Regions from separate parts of the Mus musculus genome. Here regions 2, 3, 4, 5 and 6 are each linked to region 1. Evidence: chromatin contacts called from public HiChIP or PLAC-seq and promoter capture Hi-C data. All regions are on one chromosome and are shown on one strand. The core of a region is the stretch at or near the end of the contact, and the rest is flanking DNA. Distances in the headings are between cores, read along the strand shown. Region 1 holds the start of Myb (myeloblastosis oncogene). Region 2 holds the start of Aldh8a1 (aldehyde dehydrogenase 8 family, member A1). Region 3 overlaps Ahi1 (Abelson helper integration site 1). Region 4 overlaps Hbs1l (Hbs1-like (S. cerevisiae)). Region 5 overlaps Ahi1 (Abelson helper integration site 1). Region 6 overlaps Ahi1 (Abelson helper integration site 1).

What was found. Promoter capture Hi-C pulls out the DNA fragments that hold promoters and counts their contacts. HiChIP or PLAC-seq counts read pairs in DNA pulled down with a chosen protein or histone mark.
Region 2: a promoter capture Hi-C map of embryonic stem cells shows a contact between it and region 1, with 11 times the contacts expected there. The contact joins the promoter of Aldh8a1 here to the promoter of Myb in region 1. A contact is called at or near these places in 11 of 39 promoter capture datasets (the C10 cell line, the HPC-7 cell line, HPC-7-derived erythroid cells and 5 more), 2 of 484 Hi-C or Micro-C datasets (the G1E-ER4 cell line and pro-B cells), 6 of 115 datasets of contacts at active chromatin or transcription factors (the 230-238 cell line, the SCID.adh cell line, T-cell acute lymphoblastic leukemia and 3 more) and 3 of 9 other capture datasets (adipose tissue, liver and macrophages).
Region 3: a contact with region 1 is called in a promoter capture Hi-C map of the HPC-7 cell line, with 6 times the contacts expected there. The contact joins the enhancer-like site here to the promoter of Myb in region 1. A contact is called at or near these places in 14 of 39 promoter capture datasets (the 3T3-L1 cell line, the C10 cell line, the HPC-7 cell line and 9 more), 7 of 484 Hi-C or Micro-C datasets (the HPC-7 cell line, Th1 cells, double positive thymocytes and 2 more), 11 of 115 datasets of contacts at active chromatin or transcription factors (the SCID.adh cell line, T-cell acute lymphoblastic leukemia, acute myeloid leukemia and 7 more) and 3 of 9 other capture datasets (adipose tissue, liver and macrophages).
Region 4: a promoter capture Hi-C map of the HPC-7 cell line shows a contact between it and region 1. The contact joins the enhancer-like site here to the promoter of Myb in region 1. A contact is called at or near these places in 18 of 39 promoter capture datasets (the C10 cell line, the HPC-7 cell line, HPC-7-derived erythroid cells and 13 more), 1 of 15 datasets of contacts at CTCF or cohesin (large pre-B cells), 10 of 484 Hi-C or Micro-C datasets (CD4 T cells, CD8 T cells, the CH12 cell line and 5 more), 9 of 115 datasets of contacts at active chromatin or transcription factors (the 230-238 cell line, CD4 single positive thymocytes, CD8 T cells and 6 more) and 2 of 9 other capture datasets (adipose tissue and liver).
Region 5: a contact with region 1 is called in an H3K4me3 HiChIP or PLAC-seq map of the SCID.adh cell line, with 13 read pairs. The contact joins the enhancer-like site here to the promoter of Myb in region 1. A contact is called at or near these places in 11 of 39 promoter capture datasets (the 3T3-L1 cell line, 3T3-L1-derived adipocytes, the C10 cell line and 9 more), 6 of 484 Hi-C or Micro-C datasets (the N1E-115 cell line, Th1 cells, embryonic stem cells and 1 more), 22 of 115 datasets of contacts at active chromatin or transcription factors (the 230-238 cell line, CD8 T cells, the HPC-7 cell line and 12 more) and 4 of 9 other capture datasets (adipose tissue, liver, macrophages and 1 more).
Region 6: a contact with region 1 is called in a promoter capture Hi-C map of embryonic stem cells, with 5 times the contacts expected there. The contact joins the enhancer-like site here to the promoter of Myb in region 1. A contact is called at or near these places in 15 of 39 promoter capture datasets (3T3-L1-derived adipocytes, the C10 cell line, the HPC-7 cell line and 7 more), 2 of 15 datasets of contacts at CTCF or cohesin (large pre-B cells and thymocytes), 26 of 484 Hi-C or Micro-C datasets (the CH12 cell line, the N1E-115 cell line, Th1 cells and 5 more), 23 of 115 datasets of contacts at active chromatin or transcription factors (the 230-238 cell line, CD8 T cells, the HPC-7 cell line and 13 more) and 4 of 9 other capture datasets (adipose tissue, embryonic stem cells, liver and 1 more).

What each region holds. Positions count from the first base shown.
Region 1 is chr10:21,159,684-21,162,275 of GRCm38.p6, forward strand. Myb (myeloblastosis oncogene) reads right to left here and starts at 1,301. Exons shown (of 16, transcript NM_001198914.1): 1 at 1,013-1,301. The coding sequence starts at 1,035.
Region 2 is chr10:21,375,984-21,378,575 of GRCm38.p6, forward strand. It overlaps Aldh8a1 (aldehyde dehydrogenase 8 family, member A1), which reads left to right and starts at 1,317. Exons shown (of 7, transcript NM_178713.4): 1 at 1,317-1,495. The coding sequence starts at 1,358.
Region 3 is chr10:20,980,501-20,983,092 of GRCm38.p6, forward strand. Ahi1 (Abelson helper integration site 1) reads left to right here. Exons shown (of 24, transcript NM_026203.3): 12 at 824-930. Among named protein-coding and RNA genes, the nearest start is that of Ahi1, 29 kb to the left of the region's middle. Within about 2 kb of position 1,306, at least 4 of the 459 cell types and tissues checked have an H3K27ac peak or open chromatin away from gene starts, as enhancers often do. A contact at or near this core is called in the HPC-7 cell line and the SCID.adh cell line, where this site is marked.
Region 4 is chr10:21,312,617-21,315,208 of GRCm38.p6, forward strand. The region is part of intron 4 of Hbs1l (Hbs1-like (S. cerevisiae)); the gene reads left to right. Among named protein-coding and RNA genes, the nearest start is that of Hbs1l, 18 kb to the left of the region's middle. Within about 2 kb of position 1,320, at least 11 of the 459 cell types and tissues checked have an H3K27ac peak or open chromatin away from gene starts, as enhancers often do. A contact at or near this core is called in the 230-238 cell line, the HPC-7 cell line, pro-B cells and 1 more, where this site is marked.
Region 5 is chr10:21,010,215-21,012,806 of GRCm38.p6, forward strand. All of the region lies in intron 17 of Ahi1 (Abelson helper integration site 1), which reads left to right. Among named protein-coding and RNA genes, the nearest start is that of Gm20149, 33 kb to the right of the region's middle. Within about 2 kb of position 1,292, at least 5 of the 459 cell types and tissues checked have an H3K27ac peak or open chromatin away from gene starts, as enhancers often do. A contact at or near this core is called in the SCID.adh cell line, where this site is marked.
Region 6 is chr10:21,026,717-21,029,308 of GRCm38.p6, forward strand. The region is part of intron 18 of Ahi1 (Abelson helper integration site 1); the gene reads left to right. Among named protein-coding and RNA genes, the nearest start is that of Gm20149, 16 kb to the right of the region's middle. Within about 2 kb of position 1,320, at least 51 of the 459 cell types and tissues checked have an H3K27ac peak or open chromatin away from gene starts, as enhancers often do. A contact at or near this core is called in the CH12 cell line, the HPC-7 cell line, the N1E-115 cell line and 3 more, where this site is marked.

The DNA of each region.
Region 1 (2,592 bases), core at 51-2,550:
TTTGCCAGAGGCGGGCCACCAAAAGCAGCTGGAGCAGAGTGCTGGGAGCAGCGGCGACCTCAGCTGCTTCCACGTGTGCGCGGCCCAGGAGAAGAGCGGCGACATCGCCCGGGGTGCACTGCAGCTGCCTTGGGTGCCGCCTGCCTCCAGCACTTTGCGCCGAGTGGCGACCGCCACCGAGCTAAGCCCCGCATCTGTTGCTCTCTGGGAGCCCCGGCGTGTCCTCGGGAAACCCCGAGTCGGGCCGGACTTGAGCGCCAGCAACTGACAGTTCCGAGAGGATCCCTCTTCCCGAAGGTGGGGCCAAAATGGAAAGAGAGTGCACGCATCATCTCGGCCGGTGCGGTGACATGTGCGACGCGGGCGCGTGCAGTGTTTGCAAAAGCTTCTTCCATAACAAGTACAAGAATCTTCAAACGGCTGGGTTTAAAACAATCTGCAAACCCATTTTGTCCCCCTAAAATCTTTGCAGCTGCCTGCCTGTCAGCTGACACCTCTCTCGCCTCCATAATGAATGAATGAAATTTAAATGAACTACCTGCAGCTACTAAACAACCCGGCCTTTCCCTATATCTGCCATATGCTCTTCAAGTGCAAACACACCTCAATGCATGCAGCAATTAGGCTGCGACTCCCTCGCCGACACTCGGGGCATCAAGCCAAACACCTGGTGGGCTCCTCGGGTCTGATGGAACCGTTCAGTCCTCGGCTGAAGAGTGCCGAGCCCCCCCCCCACCCCACCCCCCAAAGAGAAACGAATCCCCGAGCAACTTGCAAAAAGAAAAAGAAAAAAGAAAGAAAAAGGGAAATAAAATAAAAAAGAGCCTCAGGGCATGCTTCCCACTATACCCGTGCGCTTCTCGCAGAGTTTTCCATTCATCCTTCTCCCGAGTGTCTTCTGCCACTGGCTGACAGCCCCGCAAACCAACAGGGAAGGCATTCCCACCTGCTCCGGGATGCCTGGATCCCCGCGCGCCCTAGCCCGAGGCCGCCCTCTCAGCCTCCCCATTACCTGTGTCGGGGTCTCCGGGCCATGGCGAGGCGGGCCGGGGCTCCGCCAAGAGCCCCGGGGACCGCACCGGTTGCCGCCTCCCGCTGCCCTCCGCCTTGCCTGCGTCCTCCCCCGGCTGCGCAGCGGCGCTCCGCACCGCCGGGGCGAAGTTTCTCCGGAGAAAGGGGAGGAGAAGGAGGTCACCGAGGAGGAGGAGGAGAAGGAGGAGAAGGAGGAGGAGGAAACAGGTTGATATTAAAGTGTAACTCTGTAAACAGATGCCATCAAACAAAGAGGTTTGGACACTCCCCCTCCCGCCAAATCTGGCGCCCCTGCAGTGCGCACGCGCCCTGCCCGCCGCCTCCGCGGTCGCCCGAGCTGCAGCCCGCCTGGCCGCCGCTCCCATTCGCCTCTCGCGCCGCGGAGCTGCTCCTGGCGCGCAGCGCGGCCGGGACGGCGGGCGGGCGGGGAGCCCGGGCTGGGGAGGGGCGGCCGGGGCCGCGGTGGCGCCTTTTCCTGCGCAAACCCCGCTCCGTGGCCGGGTGGCGCCGGCTCACACCGGGTCCCGCTGTTACCGCTTTCGGGGCTACGCGGTCGCTCCTCTCCGTAGGCTCCGGGGCTCCCGAGCCCGAATCAGCAGCGCTTCCATTCAAGGGCACCTCGATGGGGTTGGGTGACACACTTCTGCCTTCAGGGTTTCAACTGCGCCCCGACTTCAACACACCCGGGAGCAGAGAGTGTGAGGGATGATCGGTTGAATAGAGTGAGCGTACTTCCCCAACCCCCAACGATTTTTGACTAGGTCCAGTTTTTCATGTTTTAATTTTAAAGGGACATCTTTAATTCACTGGTAAGCGACAAAGGATACTTAAATACAGTCAGCCCTGTGGCTACAGCCTTTGACAGATCGAGCCCCGGGCTCATTTTTCAATCTCCTCCCAGATCCTGCAGCCCACACACCACCGGCTTTTTGTCATAAGCCCTTCCTCCCTCACTTAGACACACGCCGGGCCCACCCACCCTAGGAGGTGCCTACCACGCACTTCTGCCTCTGCAGAGTGCGCTCGGGTCCTGGGTCCTGCGTCAAACACTTGCTGGACAAACCTACTGGATCCCAAACAAACAACCCCTAGCAGTTCTCAGGAACTTGTGCACTCCTGATTCATTTTTTTTTTAAACCAAACCCATACCACTGGTTCTCAACCTGTGGGTCCCGACCCACTTGGGATTGCTCGACTGTTATCTTGTACGTTTGATATATATCTGATCTCTACATTATGATTCATAAGTAGCAAGATTACAGTTATAAAATACTGATGAAAATAATTTTATGTTTGGGGCCACCACATGAGAAACTTGTATTAAAGGGTCGCAGCTGAGACCCTTTAAAGGAAGGCTGAGAACCATTGAGCTAAACAGTAAGGACCCTGTTGGGTGTAATTTGAAGAGTTTACCAGCCACAAGTCAGCGAAGGTATCCCTGTAACTTTAACTACAGGTTCCCAAAGGAGCGATGTGCAAAGTGCTGAATTTATAAGGATTGGTGATTGGGGGATTTCAGGGGACTTTCAGTGTTACTTCTGTTTATAAATCAGTACCCTT
Region 2 (2,592 bases), core at 67-2,566, 220 kb after region 1:
GGGAGGGAGGAGATTCATGGTCAGTAAGAAATTGAAGATGCTCTCTTTACATTTTAAACATTCTACAAGGTAGAAATACAGAGAATGGAAACACAGCAATACAGCAGCCAAAACATTTCCACAACTGGTGAAAGACAAAGCCAGTGGTAGAAAAGCAGCCTCTTCCAGTCACGGTTAAGAACAAATTCTCACCAAATGCACTGTGGTGAAAATGGGACGCCAAAGACGACAGACAGCCGTCAGTAGGTGGAGACGTGAAGTACAGGAAGGATGGGGAGATAGCAACATGGAGAACAGAAGGAACAAGACCTTCAGAGGGTTACTTGCAAAATACAAAACAAGCGCTATGATGCACAAGAGAGTTTGGTTATCCATGGAGCCTCAGCAGAGTGAACGGTGGTGTGTCCTGTCCTCTCAGAGGCCATGTGCTGGTCTGTTCAGCTGTGACAGAATAACTGAAAATCGATCACTTGAGAGAACCTGAATTCTTGTTGTTCTGGAGACTGGGAAGCCCATGATGTTGGTGTGAGGAGATTGTGTATGGTAAATATCCCCTGCCTCTGCCACTTCCTCACCAGGCAGGGCAGCTGTGCTCCTGCGGCAGAAGGCACAAATGACCCATAGCCTGTTTCGAAGGCACCACCGAGGCCGTGAGCAGCACCTTAACTCCAGGAGTGCCCACTTAAACACTGCCACTGGAGGGTTAAACGTGCCCGAATTCTGAGCGTTCAAACCACGGCATTGCCGGGTAGTGAAGACGGCTCCCTTGCTCCTGTGGCCAGTCCCTACAGGGACATGGATGCATCCTCCTGAGATGGACTCACAGGCTGTTAGGTGTAAATGTAGCTAAAGTTTCTTCTCATTTCCTGTCAGTACTTGAGTGTTCATGTGTGACCTTGGCCACATTGTGTAACCTTCCAGAGGCTCAATGCCTTCCCTAGAAAGGAGGAAGTAAGGATTGCTGCATGGGACAATATTCTGTGGAGCCAATTTTCTTTATGCTTTGCACTTCGTGTTTAAACAGTGGGCACTTATGGTGCAGTGCCGATAAAATCATCTCACACACACACACACACACACACACACACACAGTTGATATGAAAGGACAATCTGAAGACATTGTACATATGTAACTTGATGTTAGTTTAATGCAGTGCCCATTTCTCAGAATGGACCATGAGTTGCCTTCAAGAACCATCCGAGTTTGGAATCAGGAAAGTTCTGAAGCGCAGCGGGTCTCCTCCTCCCAGGTTCGGATATGCAAATGAGGACACTGGGCCTGGGGGTGAGATGAGGGTGTCCAAAGTCCTGAGGGCAGTCACAGAGGGCTGCTGTACACAGAGGGCACTTTCCTAACATGGCTGGAAAAAGGGAACTTTTGATGTTGGAGAACTTTATAGGTGGGAAGTTTTTACCCTGTAACTCATATATAGATTCTTACGATCCATCAACAGGGGAAGTTTATTGCAAAGTTCCAAACAGTGGGAAAGAAGAGGTAAGTCTATTCACTTGGGAAACTAAAACGTATTTACTGTGTTGACAAATTGTAGACAACCATTTTCTAAAACTAAAGGGGAGAGGATGAAGGAAAATGTAGCATTTTATAAGGTAGTTTATCATATGAATGGACTGGTCTGAGCTGGAATGGCTCTGAGTTTACTATGTTCAAGAGAAAGTTGTTAGCTGTGGGAACAGTGGTTTTAATGTTTGTAATTCTCAGACAGATTGTAATAGTTATAGAGAACTCTTACGATATGAAATGCATCCTTCTCTCTACAAAGTGCCCACTGGCTCCATGGGTTTATAAAAATAAATCTTGAAAACTTAAATTGGGAACAAAACAAAAGCCCAGTACTTTATTTTAGACCATCATCTGATAGTTCCTCATATCTCTGAGAATACCCAGTCTAATAAAGCCAGTTATTTGAGTAATGAAGCTGAAAATTAAACTCTCATGTCATTTCATTAAACTTAACAACTTAAAAAATGAGGGTTCATGTCCCTTTCTCTTTCCTTTTTCTTTCTTTTCTAGTTATGAAGAATTAAGTCACTTGGGGAATTTTGTAAAATGCTTGAGATATATTTAATGTTATGAATTATTGCACTGAGAATAAAAAATGTTTGGTGTGCTGAGTGACTGATGTGTGTGTGGTTACCAAATGCAAACCGCCCATTGTTTATTCTTTTCAAGGCACAAACAACTCGATTATAATATAATTCCAATCTTCCTATATAAATATATCTTATATGCCAAGTTTTTTCTTCAAAAATTCAACTTTTTTTCTTCACTGGTAAATTTTAAATCTGTCTTCTAGAGGAAAAAAACAACTTTAGACTCTGTACTAAAGTTTAAGAATATTGGGTAACTTGTTAGTTACATTGTAACCAGCAATTTTGCTTGCTTCCAATGACCCAAACTGCATGAGACCAAGGCTTCTCTTCTCCATCTCCTGGTGTTTCCAAAGTGAGGAGATGCAGGTGGAGTGTGGTACCGGCTGGCACTTCTTCAGGAAATAGAATAAAACATATTTGCTTTTGCTTTTCCAGTAATATGTATGTTTTATTTTCTCAGCAATCCAGTTTGCAAATATT
Region 3 (2,592 bases), core at 56-2,555, 180 kb before region 1:
CTATGACTGTGTTTACAATGTATATTAGAGCATGTATTTTCTTGGAGTATAAACAATTACAGAGGCTAATAATAATAATGGATACAGATACACGTTGGTTACCTCAAATAATTTGGAATGTGAGTGTATGGGTGCTAGACATGCAAACTACATTGCTCATTTCTTTTTACATTCAGAAACATGACAAATGGAAATGTTATCCAAAATGCTTTTTAAAGTGAAGAATTTACTTAAAGATAATTGGAATATAGTGTGCATTTTACTTTTTTTTTATTTTTATTAGGTATTATCCTCGTTTACATTTCCAATGCTATCCCAAAAGTCCCCCATACCCACCCATTCCCACTCCCCTACCCACCCACTCCCCCTTTTTGGCCCTGGCGTTCCCCTGTACTGGGGCATATAAAGTTTGCAAGTCCAATAGGCCTCTCTTTCTAGTGATGGCCCACTAGGCCATCTTTTGGTACATATGCAGCTAGAGTCAAGAGCTCCGGGGTACTGGTTAGTTCATATTGTTGTTCCACCTATAGGGTTGCAGATCCCTTTAGCTCCTTGGGTACTTTCTCTAGCTCCTCCATTGGGAGCCCTGTGATTCATCCAATAGCTGACTGTGAGCATCCACTTCTGTGTTTGCTAGGTCCCGGCATAGTCTCACAAGAGACAGCTACATCTGAGTCCTTTCATATATATTTTATGAATACCATGTGGTATATAAATATACACACACACGTGTGTGTGTGTGTGTGTGTGTGTGTGTGTGTGTGTGTGTGTATGTATGTAACTTCTGTGGCGTTCTTGAGTGAGTTCTTGCTGTTTTTACCAGGTCACCACATGTACTCAGGAGACTGCATCGGGGTCATCGTTGTCTGGGACACGTACGTCAAAGTGAATGATGTGCAACACTCCGTGCGCCACTGGACGATAAATAAGGTACAGAACCACATTTCATGCCCCGAGACTTCGTGGAGGAACTACAGGAGAATCGACCACAGGACGGATGTTTAAAAGACCATAAGGACATCCAAGTTTGTCCTTTGAAAACTTAAGCTTCTCTCGGTGCAGAAGCCCACCTCATACCCTCCTGCTGACCACAGTCGGGAGTTAGTGATTCTGAGAGGGACTGGTGTCAGCTCTCCTTTTTCAGTGTGGCCACACTTTACTCTTTGCTCTTTTAGGCCCTGGACTAGGCAATGACTCTCCACTAAGCTACAACCTCACCTCATTTGTGGTCTTTTGAGGACCAATCTGTAGCATGGCAGCAGCTGAAACTCACATTAGAATAACACATGTATCCCATTACCACCTGTTTCCTGCATATTCTCTTCAATCTAGTACCGTCACTAACAACAGCGTCCGTGCTGTCAGAGTAATGTGGATATGGCAGGGATTGTCATCTAATCATAGTAACTACTCCATCTGAGAGAAACAAACAAGGCAGAGGGTATTATTATGGTCTGTAAGAATTTCTGCAGTTTTATTTTTATAATTTTTGTAGTGTAAATGAATTGGTAAGGTTGAGCTTTTGTTATATGTTGAGCTGTACTGCTGTAGTTTATACCTGGAACTGCTGTTAGGCCTAGGTCTGCTTGCCCGCTGCTGCGGGGCTCAGCCAGCCTAGGCCTAGGTCTGCTAGAGGAAAACCTCTAGGTGAAAACTACGAAGCTTGGGGGAGAGGGAGCTGAGTCAGAGTCTCGCCCTGGGTTAAGGGATTTTCCTTAGACTCTTTGGACTTTAAGCCAGGTTATTTGGGGAGACAGCTCTGCTCAGCAAGGCACTTGTACCTCTGGCACCTAAGGCTTTTTAGATTTTCAGGTTTTCCTTTCTTGTGACAATCCCAAAAGGGATCATTGGTAATCACTTTTTAAAAGTTTTATTGTGTCCATTAAAGGTTATAGCATGGTTGTGAGCATACACGTATTTAGTAAAATGTTACTGTAGTGAGTCAACTTACCATCATGTCATGCTACATTGCCCGTTTGGTTGTTTGTGGCGAGAGAAGCTGAACTCTGTGTAGTTAACAGGGTTCAGTACAGTTTCATTACATGTAGACTTCGTATTACGTGCTGAATGATGAGCTGTTGATGGCGTGTTCTGACCTACAGCTTCCTGTTTCCCCCACAACTCAGAATTTCGTGTACATTTAACTCTTAGATTCCACATATAAGTATTTAACATGTCTTCCAGGATCATCCCTGCTGTGGCAAATGAAAATCTTTTTGTTTGAGGGGATGAGTAATGTTAGAGAGGAAAGAGAAAAGATGGGGGATGAATGGGTGCATTCCTTAATGCCTAGTGATGTTGAACGACCGACTGTTCATGTATCTTCAGCCACCTTATTGTCCTTTGTGGAGCTGTCTATTCAGTCTTTTCCCCATTTCTGTAGCCACATTATTTGTTTTTCTGGTACTGAGCTTATGTGTTTAGGGATTGATCTCTTTTTTTTTTTTTTTTAAGATTTATTTATTATATGTAAACACACTGTAGCTGTCTTCAGACACACCAGAAGAGGGCATCAGATCTCATCACGGATGGTTGTGAGCCACCATGTGGTTGCTGGGATTTGAACTCAGGACCTTCAGAAGAGCAATCAGT
Region 4 (2,592 bases), core at 70-2,569, 150 kb after region 1:
CACAGAGCAGGGTGTGCTCATTGGTAATAGGCATTGTGACTATGCTTACAGCTGTGTGTACAGCTGCTGCTGTCTGGGAACACAGGGATGTTGAATGTGTTAGGGTTACCTTTGTTTCCTACTTCAAACATCCACGTTGACACGCAGAGGCATCTTTGTGCTATGATCAGATGCCTCCATTTACATAGGAATACAGTAAACTACTTCTAAATGATGGAAAAGATGTTCAGAATGATGCCTGTTGCTCTTTGTTCTCTTCGATCTTTAAAGCTCTGTTGTGTTCGTGGGCATTTTGTCCTTTTCACTGTAAAGTTCGTGGTTCTTGGAATTGTCTAGAACCACGCATCCTTTCTGCTCAGGCTCTGGCTGTGCCCGGCCTTTCCTGTTCTGCTCCCCCTGCATTTTCACCTGTGCGCCCTCTGCTTTGGACCTTCCTTTCTTCTACCCTTCCTCAGAAATAGCAATAGCTGTTAGAGTTGATATTGCTATGGGGCTGTCGTGCATCTGGCTGTCACCCCAGTGATGACACCACGGAAGGGTTGTGACTAGAAAAGGAAGCACTTCAGAGAATACAGTGCAGAGAAAAAGAACATGTTTGTAAAATGTCTGCTGTCTTCTAGATTGGCCTCGAACAGCTTGTGTTTGGATCATTATATATTGAAAATGAGTTATGTATCATCAGCTTTCTCTTATGTTCACAAATGTATATGTGTATGTGTATATACATGTATTTGTTTATAAAATGAGTGTGTAAGCAAAGATAATATTGGATAGAAAGGGAAGAATTAGTAGGGATTTCTATGATAGTTTTTATATTTGTACCTATAACTGCATAAGACTCTGTAATTGTGCAACTAATTTTCATGCTATGGAAACTTGTCACATTTTGAGTGTATATATACATTTTTATAAAAGCTACATTGAAAGAAATTACAATTCTGAGGTTTTCTTAAATCAAGTATAAAAACATTGTTTACCCATTAGAAGTTTCTATAGGAGTTTGGTATTTCTGAACGGCATTTTGATAATTTATCCAGAAAGTACTGCTTTTCATCTTACTATAGACAAAAACCAATCCACTGGGTGTGAAGAATTTTTTCCAATGTATTCATCATTTATAGTTCTTTTTCCCCATGGGATTGTGATTGCCTGCGTGCGTGTGTGTTTATAATTTGATATTTTATGCCTCATATAGAAACATAAGCATTCATACAGGGTCCTGAATATTAATTTCTGAGGTGATGGTGGGAGGGGCAAGGATTGAGAGCACACTTCCTGTCTTGTCACGCCTGACTTACTAAAGCAGGCTGGTTTAGATGCAGGCCTTATGCCAAAGTGAACAGCCTGAGGAGTCTTACTTCAAAGAGGGGGGTGGATGTAGGCTTCTACTTACAAGTTGCAACACTTGTAACTTCGAAAGAGATCTCTCTCTTTTTGTCTCCTCATCTGAACTGCTACTTCTTGATTTTTCATTAGCATTGTCCTCTGTTGACCCAGTATAATCTTTGATGCCTTTCTTCCTGACCTGCTAACTTATAATTGACTGTCACTCTTATGTCTGACTCAGGAGTAAGTGTTTATTTAGACACACATACATGTAGATAACTCGTTCTTATTGTTTGGGTTAATTCTATTCTACAAGGCGACTGAGACATTCTTCGTATAAGACATGTATTACTATATGTGCCCTGTAACTGATGAGCCATGGGTTGCATGCACACTAACCAGTCAATATGTAACTTGGTCCTCCATGTGCCTCTATTAATATGTATTATTGCATCTCATTACTGCATTACAGTGAGCTCACAGGTGACTGTTTAACAGAATATCTCATCTATTGTGCACTGTTTTTGCAACACATTTCATAGTTTTCTGGTGCTTAGGAATTGTAGACATGTCAGTATTCTGCTTCTAAGAAGACAAAAAATAAGCCGGGCGTTGGTGGTGCATGCCTTTAATCCCAGCACTCGGGAGGCAGAGGCAGGCGGATTTCTGAGTTCGAGGCCAGCCTGGTCTACAAAGTGAGTTCCAGGACAGCCAGGGCTACACAGAGAAACCCTGTCTCAAAAAACCAAAAAAGAAAAAAAAAAAACAAACAACAAAAAAACAAAACAAAAAACAAACAACAACAAAAGAAGACAAAAATAGAAAACCATGACACCAAATCCATGAGAAGCCCGTGTTTTTACCATGAGAGCTTGAAATAAGAAATAGTGTTGCTGTTTGGCCTCACTTGGGAGCTTATCTGTTGAGGACTCAAACTGTCCAGTGCTCTGTGCAGGCCTGTAAGTGATGGATGGCCACAGTTCCTTGAGTGTGACTTGGGAGTTAGAACTACATGTTGGAGAACATTGGTATACCCAGTTTTTGGTCCATGAATGAAGGGCATCTGACATACATCATCGCCCACTGGTTCCCGTCGTTAGCTGTTAGCTTTCGGAGGGACTGCAGAAACAGCTAAGGAGTTTGTTCATTGACCGCATTACCTCTTCAAGTATTTCATGCACCAGACCCAGTGTAGTTCCTCTGAGATGTTCAGGTCATTTCCTCTTGTTTGCCTAATTGTTCTACCCTAAGCCCCTGCACCTGATG
Region 5 (2,592 bases), core at 42-2,541, 150 kb before region 1:
AGTAATTTTTAGTAATTCTTTAATTTTAATTTAATTTTTAGTAATTTTAGTAATTTTTAGTAATTCTTTGTACATGTGTGCACATACATGTGTGCAGCTGTCTTTCAGATGCATTCTCTACAAAGGTTTTATACCTCTTGTATGCTCTTTCCACTCCCTAGATGTTGCCTTTAGAAAAGAAAAAAAAGTTGTAATTTTTTGTGGTTTTTATATTTTTTCTTTTGTCCATCTTTTTTGTATCATATACAAAGTCACATTGCCTAGCCCTAAGTCTTATATATTTACTATTTTGTTTTCCGCTTTGTTTGTTTGTTTGTCTTATAGCTTTGGTGGTTTTCCCTATGTGGTTATTTTTTTAGTTAATTTTTAAAGATATAACATGGTCTGAGAGCTCAGTCACATGCGGATACCCAGTGGTCCTGGCACTGCCGCTCCTGCCCCATATCTGGTCTCTTATTCACCTTGTCACTAGTCATTGTCCCATTACCACAGTGCAGTTGTGCAGCCTCTCACACACTGCGTCCTGTATAGTAAGGTTTTGACAAGTGCTTGACAAAAATAAGGGTCTAGGTTGAGACCTAATGATTATAGTTTTGAAGGCAAAGATTGTTTTCTGAGATCTTTATACAAATAGTTTAGAGGCTACCAATATTTTTCAAAATGCTTGGGCTAGAACATTCACATAGGCATGTTCTTATATGGGAAGATACACTGAATGAAGGAATTTCAGATAATACTGATAGAGATAAAATGAGATTTTAGGGTGGCGAGTAAGTAGAGAAGGAGAGGCAGTTATGTCATGGAGGATCATGGAAGATTTCCCAGAGAGTAGCGTTTCATAAAGACCCCAGCACTAAAGTAAGAGTAAGGCTATTCAGGGGTCAGAAAAGTGACTTTGCTTAACTGGGTAGTGACGGCCAAAGGCAAGTGCGGTTTTAGGACAGGACTAGAAAGGTGGCAAAGAGTAGGCTGTGCATGCTTTTTAAAGAATCTTGTCAGCACAACAGGAAGTGAGTCTGTTATCTTCGAGAGACAATCCAGGTTGAACAGGAGCCTTGACTTTTGGCAGAGTGAGGTCTTCCAAGCACAGTGATCAGCAATCAGGTCCACTGGTCCTAGAAGAAACGCTGGTAGACTCATCCAGACAGCACTGAGTGCTAAATGGATTGAAGACACTGTTTAGTTTGTTGATTTTGCCCATATTTTGGAAATAGGCCTTTGGACCTATCCAGTGCAGTTAATAAAGAAATGAGCTCTTCTGGGTTTGGGTTTCGGCAGCTGTGCAGCTGCTGCTCCTGCTATTCTTGGATGAAGGATGCTGGGATGGAGGGAGCAGGTGTGGGAAGTAGATTTGGGGGCACGAGGAAACTGAAGTAGACAGTAGCGTGTGTTCAGGGCCAAAGCACTGTTTAAAGAGCTATAGAACTGGATAAGGGCCCCATGGTGACAGCGTAGCTGAGGTGGTACCTGTGAGGGCAAGGCAAGGGGAGTTTACAGAAGAGCATTTCGAAAAGAGTATTTTACTGGCACATGCTGTGGAGAGAATTGATAAAGAGAGAACGAAGTTGACCCTTGTGTTTGACAAGATAATGGCCTTGTGATACTCTCCTTAAATAGGCACAAAACTCATTAAGAGTGAAGTGAGAATGGAACAGGAAATGCCAGTCTTTTCAGTGTGTGTCGTGCTGTGTTCTAGCTTGATGGGAACATTTGACGGACATTAGAGTATCTAGATTTGCTATTCTGAGTTATCCCGTGGTTATGTAGCTATTGGTAATGTAGCATGGAAGTGGTAGTTACTGGAATGAAATTCATATAGAGAGGGAAGAGATGTAAGAGAAGTTCTCCCAGAAGAACAGGCCCTAAGAGAAGGGAGCTGTACCCTTCCTGAGAGCAGCTAAACCCTGCACAGATTCACAGCTAATGGTGGAGATGAAAGGGCTCCCAGCTGATTGCTTTCCAGGTGCTAGAGTGGTTTAGGTTCTCATGAATTAGGATAGTATGACAATTTCTTCATACAAGTTTGTAATTTACAGATTGCCTTGTGCTTTCCTTTGCTTAGGGTTGAAGTATAGCAGAAGTGGTTTTGCCTAGATACGTTTCCGTTCAGTGTTTTCTGATTCTCATAAAAGAGGCTGACTGCCCATGTTGTCAGACATACTCGGGGCTGGCATACCCTGTCTTCACGTGCCATTAATCCTGGCTGGCTGTCTCTAGTGTTAGATCATCAGTTACTTCAAAGGAATCTTCATTCCTCTCTCCTCTCTTCTCTCCTTTTACTAACTATAAATCACAGCAACATAAGTGCTGAGTTCTTTATAATATTATTTTCACTTCTAGGTCTGGCATATCTTTCTCTTCACATTCCTGTATAAGCTTCTTGAAGCTGCGGGACCTCATATTTTCAAAAATAGTATCAGCTCTTAGTTCATATTAATAAAAATACAATTGAGTTTGATTTAGTTATTCTGTTTAATATATGCTGAGATTGGGCATGTTATGGGTGCTGTGGCCATAGATTGTGGCTAACACAACAATATGGAAAACAACTGGAGAGGAGGCTCAGTCAGTAAAATGCCTGCCAAAGATTTT
Region 6 (2,592 bases), core at 70-2,569, 130 kb before region 1:
CATAGCTTTTATCATAGCAAAGATGACATCCACATGAACGACCTCACACACTCCAAAGGAAAGTCTGTCCCTACATGTTCCTAGACATTTTCCATTGTATGAAAGTTTAACATTTCTAATATATTCTTTTCAAGCTTACCAGTGGCCCTCGCAGCTGCTAATGCCAGTGGCCAGTTCTTCTCCTTATCTTCCTTGACCGATCACCAGCTTTGAATACATCTGGTTACTTCCTAATGCGTGGTTTCCTGGACACCACACTCTGTTGGGTTTTTTCTTATCTTGCGAGTCAGTCCTCTTTCTTTCCTTATGCTAGATGCTTCCTGGTCCCTGACAGGCTTAAATAGACTGTTCCCCCACAGCTCTGCTCTTTCTTCCCCTGCATATGCCAGCATCTTTGGTACTCAGGTAGCAGTGACTGTCTGATGTCTTAGACTTATCCTAGTCATCTTTCCTGAGCTCCAGTTGTGCGCAGTCCATTATTGTAGCCCCTGAGCCTCATGTGAATGTTGAGTACATGAAATATCACTCGTGTGACTTAGGAACTCAAACCTTAATTTTAACACTGTGCATGGCCTGTGGGTACTGTATAGACTTCAGTTCTCTTCTGTCTACTTCTACTCAAGTCTATATCTGATCCCAAGAAAATCATTTGGTAAAGGATTGTTGCTTTAATTGGATGTGAGTAATGCTCTTAATTACAAACTTCCTTAGTTAAGAGTTTAGGATCTTTTATCAACATGACTCTGACACTATTACTAAAAGAAAGCGTTTGTAAATTCTACACTCCGGAGGCAGAGGCAGGAGGATCCGGAGCTAAAGATCAGGAGGGAGTTTGAGGCTAGCTTGGCCAGCAACTTTCACAGAAATTGTGTTTATCTCCTACTTCTATCAGTTAGGTCAGAGCATGAGAGTCTAGTAGCAGTTAGCAGAGAGAATTTAGTCTGTACATAAGCTATGGCCTTGAGTGGTCTTTTTTATATTAGAGATGAAAAGTAATATTTACTTTTCAAATAAAAATATGTAAAGTTCTCTAATTTTCCACTACATTTTAGAAAGGGAAACAAAGCCCTGTGTTCAATGACGCACACTTCAGGAATCTCGTCTGAATTCTTCCTCAAATGATCCATGGGTATTATTTCAAAAGAGAGCTTTGTAGGTGTACTGACTAAAACTGTTAGGCGGCAAAACCTCTTCCGTTCCATCAGCTGAAGCGGAGGACTGAATAATCAATCAGGCCAAAGTGCTCCGTGCCTGTGAGTTAGCACTGTGCCTCCAGGGAGGAAGAGAGGGGACTTTGGTTCACTCAAGGCGGGGTGAGAGGAGCAAGGAGAGGAGGCTCTGGTAAAATGGCTGAGTCATGTTGACATGAGAACAAGACTTTCACTGTCTTAATAGGCTTTCTTCAACCATTGATTGCATTTTACCATCTTTATAGTTTTCAAATGAAGTTGACAACTTCGCATATTTTCACATAATAAGGCATATAAATTAATATTAGAATTCATTTCAAAGTACTCAAATTTAGGACAAGTTGTTCTTTACTTTCTTTTCTGATAATAAACTTACTGCGTGTTTTTTTAAAGAAAATGAGTACAGCCTTGTCCTCAGGCCACTCGTTCACTGCTCGCAGCTCCCATGATGCTTTGCGGTGAGAGCCTCCCCTCCCCTCCCCCCTCCCAGCCTTGTGCAGCCGGCACTGCTAGCATTTCCCACCAGTGTTTGTAGCAACCATTCTGATTCTACAAATGGGAAGGTTTTTTTTTTAAGTATTTTATTTGCTACCTGACTTAGAGTGGGTGCATCTGTAACTAAAGTAGTGAGTGTCTATGATATCATAAAAGTTACTGGTAGTGTTTTCATAAATAATAATTCCTCTTTCCTTTATAAATTCCTGTGACTCAGGGTAATTCTTCATTAGATCTATTACAGGATAAAGCCTGGTTTTAAGCATCTTAAGTTGTATCTACCGGCTGGAGAGATGGCTCAGTGGTTAAGACTGCTCTTCCAAAGGCCCTGAGTTCAAATCCCAGCAACCACATGGTGGCTCACAACCATCTATAATGATAACTGAATCTCTTCTGGAGTGTCTGAAGACAGCTACAGTGTACTTACATATAATAAATAAATAAATCTTAAAAAAAAAAGTTGTATCTACTACGAGCTTTGGGAGGAAGAGAGCTGCCTACATTTTCTCATTTACTCTCCTCAGGCTGAAGAGAGTATCTGTACTGGAATAGTCCCAGGGCTTCCCTGAGAGAACTTAAGAGCTTTTGCATTTTGTGGTTTAGTCAGTTTGGGGTGAGTAGTGAGTGTCTATGATATCATAAAAGTTACTGGTAGTGTTTTCTGAAAATGAATATCCATCACTTATTGAAAGTCGTCAGCTAAAAATGGAGATGAGATTTAGGAGTCTGGCCTTCTGGGAAGGAGAGACCTCAAGATCAAGAAAGTGTAGAGTTGTATTTTCCAGAATTTTGGTGCATTTTCAGGAAGCTTTTTCCTTGAATGAAAACTGAATGAAATGTAAAGAATCACTCTTTATGTTGTTCTTAGTCAGCACCTTGCCTGCCCATCTCAGAGCCAGGGTGATGA